Regions from separate parts of the Mus musculus genome. Here all the other regions are linked to region 2. A link is a contact called in public promoter capture Hi-C data. All regions are on one chromosome and are shown on one strand. Each heading gives the region's core, a stretch centred on a gene start, on an enhancer-like site or on the middle of the called end of the contact. The rest is flanking DNA. Distances are from core to core; before and after follow the strand shown. Region 1 holds the start of Fubp1 (far upstream element (FUSE) binding protein 1). Region 2 holds the start of Lrriq3 (leucine-rich repeats and IQ motif containing 3). Region 3 holds the start of 3110067G11Rik (RIKEN cDNA 3110067G11 gene).

Evidence for each region. Promoter capture Hi-C pulls out the DNA fragments that hold promoters and counts their contacts. Capture Hi-C pulls out chosen DNA fragments and counts their contacts.
Region 1: a contact with region 2 is called in a promoter capture Hi-C map of pre-B cells, with 2.2 times the contacts expected there. The contact joins the promoter of Fubp1 here to the promoter of Lrriq3 in region 2. A contact is called at or near these places in 2 of 39 promoter capture datasets (liver and pre-B cells), 2 of 115 datasets of contacts at active chromatin or transcription factors (astrocytes and thymic regulatory T cells) and 1 of 9 other capture datasets (adipose tissue).
Region 3: a promoter capture Hi-C map of liver shows a contact between it and region 2, with 4 times the contacts expected there. The contact joins the promoter of 3110067G11Rik here to the promoter of Lrriq3 in region 2. A contact is called at or near these places in 3 of 39 promoter capture datasets (the C10 cell line and liver) and 2 of 9 other capture datasets (adipose tissue and liver).

The regions. Positions count from the first base shown.
Region 1 is chr3:152,209,150-152,211,849 of GRCm38.p6, forward strand. It overlaps Fubp1 (far upstream element (FUSE) binding protein 1), which reads left to right and starts at 1,273. Exons shown (of 20, transcript NM_057172.4): 1 at 1,273-1,551. The coding sequence starts at 1,444. It also overlaps a transcript of Dnajb4 not described here.
Region 2 is chr3:155,092,155-155,094,854 of GRCm38.p6, forward strand. Lrriq3 (leucine-rich repeats and IQ motif containing 3) reads left to right here and starts at 1,280. Exons shown (of 8, transcript NM_028938.2): 1 at 1,280-1,516. It overlaps Fpgt (fucose-1-phosphate guanylyltransferase), which reads right to left and starts at 1,224. Exons shown (of 4, transcript NM_029330.2): 1 at 1,145-1,224. The coding sequence starts at 1,202.
Region 3 is chr3:152,488,093-152,490,894 of GRCm38.p6, forward strand. It overlaps 3110067G11Rik (RIKEN cDNA 3110067G11 gene), which reads right to left and starts at 1,475. Exons shown (of 1, transcript NR_165813.1): 1 at 1-1,475. All of the region lies in intron 10 of Ak5 (adenylate kinase 5), which reads right to left.

The DNA.
Region 1 (2,700 bases), core at 23-2,522, 2.9 Mb before region 2:
AGCCCAATACCTTTACTGTTTTTCTAAATCCACGGACATTCCTAGACATCCATGAACAGGTTAAACAGGTCAAACTGAGCTATCAAATGGCTAAGACAGAGCTGGTTTTAAGAAAATCATGCTGTTTGTATCTGCCAGCACCTGACTTAGTAACTGATAGTGGGTACTGGACACATAGTTTCCGGCTATCGGAAAGCCAAGGGAACATATTTCTCTCATTCTAAGATTGGTGTTAAGAAAAATGCTTCTTAGACTGAGAGGGGGGAAACGTCATACATTAGACAGTCCATTTTGCCTTTTTCTTAGCTAAACTGAGAGCAGGGATCATTGTGGCATACTAAGTATAAACAGAATAAAGGCCCAAGAACCCTCATTCACCGTAGTAATTGCCAGCATTAGGCTAGCATGGCTAAGACACGCTCAGGAATGGTCTGGAGAAACGTGGTTATTGGCATATATGACAAATATTAGAAACTGCCTGCAAAGCCAACTAGTCCAGAAATGAAAATTCAGACCATGACATTGATCTGACTACCCGCAGGGGCGCGGGGGGGGGGGTGGGGAAAACGCAGTAAAGCCGGTTTGTGTCAGGAGCATGACACGTTCGTGACATAAGGGGCACATGGTAAGACTGGCCAAAGACACGCAACGCTAGGTGTCTACATACTGGATGTGCAACACTCACGTTTTTAAAGGACAAAGGGCGGTCATACTTTCACCATCCGCTCGCCCACACTATTTTACATAAGAGACTCAGTAGGCAATCGGCTCGAGAACTAAGGGCCCGGTGGTCTGAGTTCCTCCCCGCTTGTGACCGGCCCGGGTGGAGACATGGGCAGAGGCAGCTCGGCGCCCCGGAGCATGGTGGGCTCCCGCCGCCGGGCCGCAGACGGTTCCGCAGCGTCGCCGCGGACGCCCCGCACGCCCCGTGCGCGCGGCCCTCGGGCTGTGCGGCCGCGCGACACTGTTGCGTGACGTCCCCGCCCGACGACGTCAGGCCCCTTACTACGGAAACACGGAAGGACACTAGCTAGCTCCCTGATCCGCGACGGCCTTTCCAAGTCCCCTACAAGCGCGGGCGGCACACTTCCCGGGCGCCACTGCCTCAGCCGCCGAGGCGAGGGAACAATGGCCCGCACTCGCGCTGCGAGGAGGCGCCCAGAGAGACCCTACTCTCGTGGGAGCCCGGTCAAGTCTCGCGATATTCTTCGCCCGGCGTCCCTTCTCTGTACCCTCCACCCCCTCTTCACCCCCCGCCAATCGCGCGTCAGCGCTGAAACATCGCGGGATTTCCGTCTGCCAGTCTCCGCCCCTTTACGGCACGATGGTCGTGCAAGAATGTGATAGAGCCTCGACGGCCGCCATCTTCTTCCTTTCTTAGCAGTTAACCGAGAGCGGCGCCTCCCTCCGCGAGGAAACGGCAGCGTGTGCTGTAGCGTGGGTATGGCCGACTACTCCACAGTGCCTCCGCCGTCGTCTGGCTCGGCTGGCGGCGGCGGCGGCGGAGTCGTTAACGACGCTTTCAAAGATGCCCTGCAGAGAGCGCGGCAGGTAAGCGTGGACCGACCGCGCGGCGGCTTCCCCTCCCCGACCCCCGAGAGCCGCCGGCGGGGCAGGTCCGGCCCTGCTCGCACTCGCGGCTGCCGCCCGAGGAGATGGCGTCTTCTCACGAGGGGTCCCAGCGGCTCGAGGCCGAGCCCGTTGTCGTGGTCTGAAGCGCCCCCCCCTCCCACGCGCTCTCCCCGAGCGTGGCCTCCACTTCCGCCCCGCGCGCGCGGCCTCGCCGCCCCGTGCGCCCTGCCTGCCCCGGCTCCCTCGGCTCCGGTTCCGCCCGACCCAGGCGCGTGGAAGGTTCTGGGCGCTCAGGTCACGGCGAGGGCAAGCCAGGGAGGGCCGGCTGCCTGGCTAGCGGTCCCCGCCGCTTCCCGCGCCGCCGAGCTCTCCACCCTCGCCGTAATTAGCCTAACGTTCCCCGCGGCGTTCACCAGCGAGGCTCTCCCCGGGGCGGGATCTGCGTGCGATCCACCAATCCTTTCCCCAGCTCCAAATGGCCCCGGGCCCTTTCTTCCCCAGCCTTGAGTTTGAATCTGCCTCTCTCTTCCCAAGTCGAAGCCTCCAACCTCTTTGTGCTACGTAGGGACGTACTGTTGCCTCGAATGGCAACCATTTTCCCAGATGAAAAGGGTTGGATAGATAAGAGTCCTTGCATTTGACACCCCCCCCCCAATAACCTGAACGTCAATGTCTTCAAGTAGCCCCCGCCCCCGACTTCTTTGTAGCTTAAAAATGTATAATGTTGCCTTGCCGGGTGGGGTGGTGCTCGACTTTAGTCCCAGCACTCGAGAGACAGAGCCTGGCAGGTCTCTTGAGTTTGAGGCCAGTCAAAACGGCCAAGAGGGACCTGTCTCAAAAAAAAAAGTATGTTATGGAATTTGCCTGTAAGGTAAAATAAACCCTTATGGCTCTGTTGTAGTTGCTAGACATGAGCAGGTTTTTAAAGCCAGCTTTGACTATACTGGAAACTTCCTTCAGGACCGAAAGATTACCGACTCAATCAAGGTTTATCAAGTCTACCATAATACAGCAAGCACACTTATCTAGTGCATAGATACTGAAAAAATATATTTATTCATACAGAGGGATTCCATGAGCAATGTGGTTGGTGTACATAGAAGTCAGAGGACAACTTGTGGGAGTTGA
Region 2 (2,700 bases), core at 30-2,529:
AACTCCTCTAATGTGCTTGAAATTGGTCCTGCGAGTTCACTTCAGGGTCTCTCTATCTTGGCAATGGGAGACCCAGAAGGCTGGACTTCTGCAGAATAAATACTCTTTGTGTTTACATACTGTTGGAATCTGGGGCATCATTCTTTGGTGACTCATTCTTCAGTGAATCATGGACTCTTCCACTACTTGACAGATTGGCTCTGAACTCATATTTATTTTCTATCTATCTACCACACGACCGATCGATCTACCTATTATCTATCTGTCTATCAATTATCATCGTCTATTTGTCTGTGCAATCCAGGTAGGTCTTGAACCTCGTTCCTACTGCCTTAGCGTCTCAAGTAGATGACAGTACAGACTTGCGACACCAGTCCTAGCTTCTAATATTTTTATTAACGATGATCAAACTACACTTTATATAAGCAATCAGAATACAACACAAACCCCAGGACTAAACTTCTCAATGAACTCATTAAATGACAAATTGCACTTTCAAGAATCAGTGGAACCCTCTAATCAGCAAAAATATTAATAAGGTTTTTAACAAGTTGAGAGAGAATGAGAGGGAGGGGAAAGATAAAGAGGGAGGGAGGGACTGAGATAAGAAGGAGGAATAGGTAGGAAAGGAGGGGGAAGGGGAGGGAGAAGGAGAGGAGAGAGACAGACATGTTAGCTTGGATTTAATAGTTCCAATCATTCTGGTATCCAAATATAAGACCGTACATTTTAGGCACTCATAAATATCAATTTTACCAGACAGCTGTACCCCAAACTTACATTATCAAATTTAAAGCCATGATTGCCTCCGTATTGGGGTTTACATTGGAATAAAGTGGAGTTAAGCAGCGGGGCTTGGGAAAAGAAAAGAAACAAGGTAACGACTACTGCAGACTCTAAGCAAAAGGTCTTCTACCACTGAGTTAAGCCAGTGTTACTTCCCGTTGGTAATTCTCTTACTGCTCCTTCCTGACATCTAAGTTTAGGCTCGCACAGAGAGGAGGAAAAGGGAAAAAGGGAAAAGTCTGGCTGGCCTGGCCAGGACGGAGCGGACAGGAAGGGGTATCGGACAGGAAGCTGCGCGGGGTCCTTGGGAAGGCGCTCTCCGTGCAGGGGGGCAGAGAACTCAGTTCCGCCTTGGTACCTCTCAGCTCAGAAAATCTGCGCAGTTTCCGCAGGGTGGCTTCGCGGAGAGACGCCATGGCCGACTTCCGGGAGCACACTTAGCACGCACGCGCACTCCAAACCCCGCCCCGCCCCGCCCCGCCCCGCCTCCTCCATGCTCTCCACGTCACCGCGGCCCTGGAAGCGCCCTGAGACTTGAAAAGCTAGGATGGCGTGAGCGTGCGCAAGCGGCGTTTCCTGGGCAACGATCTGTGGGGCAGATGGGCGGGCACCTAGCGGGGTCGGGTTGTGCGGAGCTCTGGGTTCCTGCCTTACCGTGTCTGACAACCCGCGGTGCGACCGAGAAGACCAACCCACCCACCATTAGTGGATCCACCACCCAGATGCTGAGGTGACCTGCCCGCACGGAGCTCCTATTCCTGTCAGAAGCCTCCCAGGGAGGCCAGGCCCCTGAACCAGAGAGAGGCTCGGCTCTGTGGGATGCTTTCTGGTGGGCCAGACTACTCTGCACCCTTCAGTTGTCCAACTTCCCAGGCCCAGTACTGAACTAGCGCCTTTAGCCAGCACTGCACACTCTGTTGTGTTCACTTGCTTCAAGGAGATTCAACCAAAGGTGCCAGATATTGGAAAGAACCAGTCTTACTTAATACACTTTCATAGAGTGGTTATATGTGTTTCTCTTGTAGAGTGCATAAGTTTATATCGAGTACTACAGGTTGATCTCTTTAATCTTTCACATAGTACATAGAGAGGAACGCTATTTGAGGAAGCCATTTCAGTCTGAAACCCAGAAATCTTACCACTACAATTTGACTTGAGAAGCTTCTCTTCTTTAAAATCTAACTCAGAATTCTGCATAGCAGCTCCCTATGAACTTTTAAGTTTCTGAGTAAGCTTAGTTTTTCACTTAAAGCCTTGACCTCAGCATTTAATTCTGTATTTAAAGTGGACACATTTGTGGGGAGGAGATAACTGTTTCACAATACACTCCGGCTGAAGGAAATTAAGAAAATACAGAAAGGCCCGATAGATAATAACAGCAATAGCAGTCAGAGCTTGTAATTTATAGTCTTGAGTGAACTGGAGTCATCCCAGGTTTTTGGTGACCTGCCTTATGTTTAAAGGGCACAGACACACTGAAGTATGTTGGTGGGTATGGCAAGAATATAAGCAGAGCTTTATTTGGAGTCTACTAAAGTAACACAAACAGGAAAGATTTGGTGGAAATTTAAAAGATAATAATGGGAGATGGAGAGAAATTGCTTAGATTATAGAAACACTTAACCAACAACACCTGTCCAATAAATAAGTGTGGATTGTGAGAGAAATTACTAAAAGATGCTGAAAGTGGATGACATGACATTTAAATGAGCTGAGGAAAGGTATGTATGGGGAAGCATAGTGAAGTCATAAGAGAAGACCTGTAATAATATTGGATATGTAGAATAAACTAGTGCAAATATAGTAGAAATTGTTGTGTGTCTGTGCATCATGTATGTGGTTCTGGAGATCAAGACAGGGCTGGCTAGACAATTTTGTGAGTTGTCAGAATGGAGAGGGAATTTATTTTCAACT
Region 3 (2,802 bases), core at 225-2,724, 2.6 Mb before region 2:
GTACTAAGTACCTTTTGCAAACCAACCTATCCTATTTCTAGGTAATCGCTCTGGTTTTTTTTTTCTTTCTTTCTCAAAATCTATCCATTCCTACCCTTGAAATCCTTCTCTTTAAATGGAAGTGGTCTCAGCCCAGAGTTCATGTTTTTGTGACTGAATGACTCCTTTCAGAGAAAAGCTATTTTGCTTCTTAACTGTGAGTCTGAGCCACCCAGGGCCCACAAGTCACTTGTCACCTCCTACAGCCACCATGAGGCTTTGCTAAGCTGAGGGTCAATGTGTTCAATGCTCTGCAGCCTGGAGTGACTAAGAAATTATCTATTTACGCTAGTCAACATTTCTACAAGCTCTGAAAGCCTCTGACAGGCATTTGGGTGAAACATGCCAGTGACAGGGTCAGCTGTGGGTCATGTAAGACTTTAGATTGGGCTGAGACCCAGAGAGTAACAGGCCTGCTTCCTTATTATCAGGGCCTAGAATCTAGGAGGTACCGGGCAACTGCTGGGCCAATGACTGGGTGATGAGCGTTCCGTGAGGCAGTCCTGTACACAGCACAAGGACTCGTTGCTTTGGACCTGCTAAGTGGTTGGGAGAGCATTGACTGATCTCTTTTCTGAGGTCACAAAGTTCCTACATCCTGGCTCTAATTAAGTTGTTGACGTGATCACACAAGCTAAGTAAATCAGACAGCTCTGACCTCTATAACGCGCTAAGGGTCCCTTTACCTCCATGGCCTGGTTCCTTAACTGGATTCCACAAAGGGGTCCCTACTTTGGGTGTGTTACACCATAGTCACCTAGCCTTCCTTTCACTGTGCTCCCGTCCATGGAAGGATTCTAATCCTGACATGTTAAAAGTTAGGTCTGGAATATTCTCTAAAGGCTCATTCATGAGGTGAAGGCTTGAGCCGTCAGCCTGGCACTGTGGAAGGTAGTAGGGAGTTTAAGAGGTGGGACTTAGCAGTAGACTTGAGGTCTTTGGGATGTGTGCCCTGAAGGTGACTGCAATGCTGGCTCACTCATTTTCTATTTCATGACATGGTCATGAGGTGAGAAGTCCTGTCTGGTCATGTGATCTCACCATGGCATTCCAGGCAGGCACTCCACTAATGATTCGCAGCCATAAACTACTTCTAGAGCTCTGTTCAGTCAGTATTTGGCTGCCTGGGTTTTCTCTTTACTGTGGAACTGGCACAATCTTGGTTGGCAGGGGCTCCATCAGCACGGTTACTGCAGTGAACGAAGAGACTTAGGATGGGGGAAAAATCCCAGACCAGAAAAAAATATCTATGAATGTCTACAGCTGACACTGGAAGACTTGAAAGTTTAGAAGATTCCCCAAGAAAAGGGGGCAGTAATTTGCAATGCATCTTGAAATGTATAGAAAAAAATGGGGGTCTGATAGACAGAGCTGTGAGAAAACAAGACCTGGCAAAATGCTAACCACAGAACTTAGTTGACAGATACACAATGCTCACCATAAAAATGCTCCCAGCTTTGTTGGAAGTTTGAAAATTCTCATTATTAAAAAAGAAAAAAAAAAGGAAGGAAGGAAGGAAGGAAGGGAGGAAGGGAGAGAGAGGGAGAGAGAGATAGAGAGAGAGAGAAAAAAGAAAGAGAGAGAAAGAGAAAGAAAGGAAGGAAGGAAGGAAGGAAGGAAGGAAGGAAGGAAGGGAGGAAGGAAGGAAGGAAGGAAGGAAGGTAGGTCGGTCTTTAAAAGATCCCCCAGGTGACTGTGGGCTGTGCCTGCCTGAGAGCTTGCTTTTCTGGAGGACCGGAGCAAGAAAAGGTTTGCCCTGGAGCTGGCGGCAGCCCAGAGAGGCTTGCTCATCTCTCTCTTCTTAATTACAGTGTAATAATGCTGAGATAAAGGCCATGGTGAACAAGTAACTGCTGTGATAGCTAATAAAGTCCTCATCCCCTTACCGAAGGCTCGGCCGTTCCTCTCACAGCAGATGGGAGGAACTGCTAGTGTTCTCTGTCAAGCTGGTGGGAAGAAAGTAAGACTGGGGGTTCAGAGATGAAATATGCCTGAGAGTCCCTGCATGCCATCCTGAAGAAAGTCCCCATTTTCCCAGGTTTATTGGCTTGCTGTGTTATCTAATACATGTCTGCTTTGTTTGAAATAGGGCCTGCAATGTTTGTAGCAGCCTTAGAAACAGAAGCTCTCTACAATAGAGAACACTATGCCAAGAGGCACAGGTGCCCTGGTACTGCTCCGACCCCCACCTGTAAGGCCCTCTGGCCCTCCCTGCTGGAGTGAGGCAGACTTGGAATTCAGACAAACATCACATATTCTATCAGCCAGTGGTCACAGGGAGCCAGGTGAAAACTGTAGCCCCACAGGTTTGCCATCAGAAACATCCAAGAAAGTATGCTTGTATGACAGCAAACATGAGTCACTATTTAAAACTCTGTTTAATGAAGAGCTTCATTATTTTATGTGCTAAATTGGGGCACAGGATCTGGCCCAAATGTCAGCTAGCAGAGACTTTTAAAACACTGTTTACTCTCTGTCCTGAGAAATCTGAGATTGTGCAATTCAGCCCAAACCAACCACAGCCATAGACATAGTCGTGATATATCTCATTAAAACAGAACACTCAAGGGGGACGTACACGCTATTGAACACATACAACAAACAGACAGAACCCCAGAAATGGAGGCACTCGTTGTGATAAGTCTGGTAGTCTCTTCATGCTGCAGGGTTCACCACGATGTTGACCACAGTCAGCTGTTAGTATGGGTTCAGGTCAAACTGGACCGGCGTCCCAGTCAGTGTTCTATGGCTTCCAGAAGGATC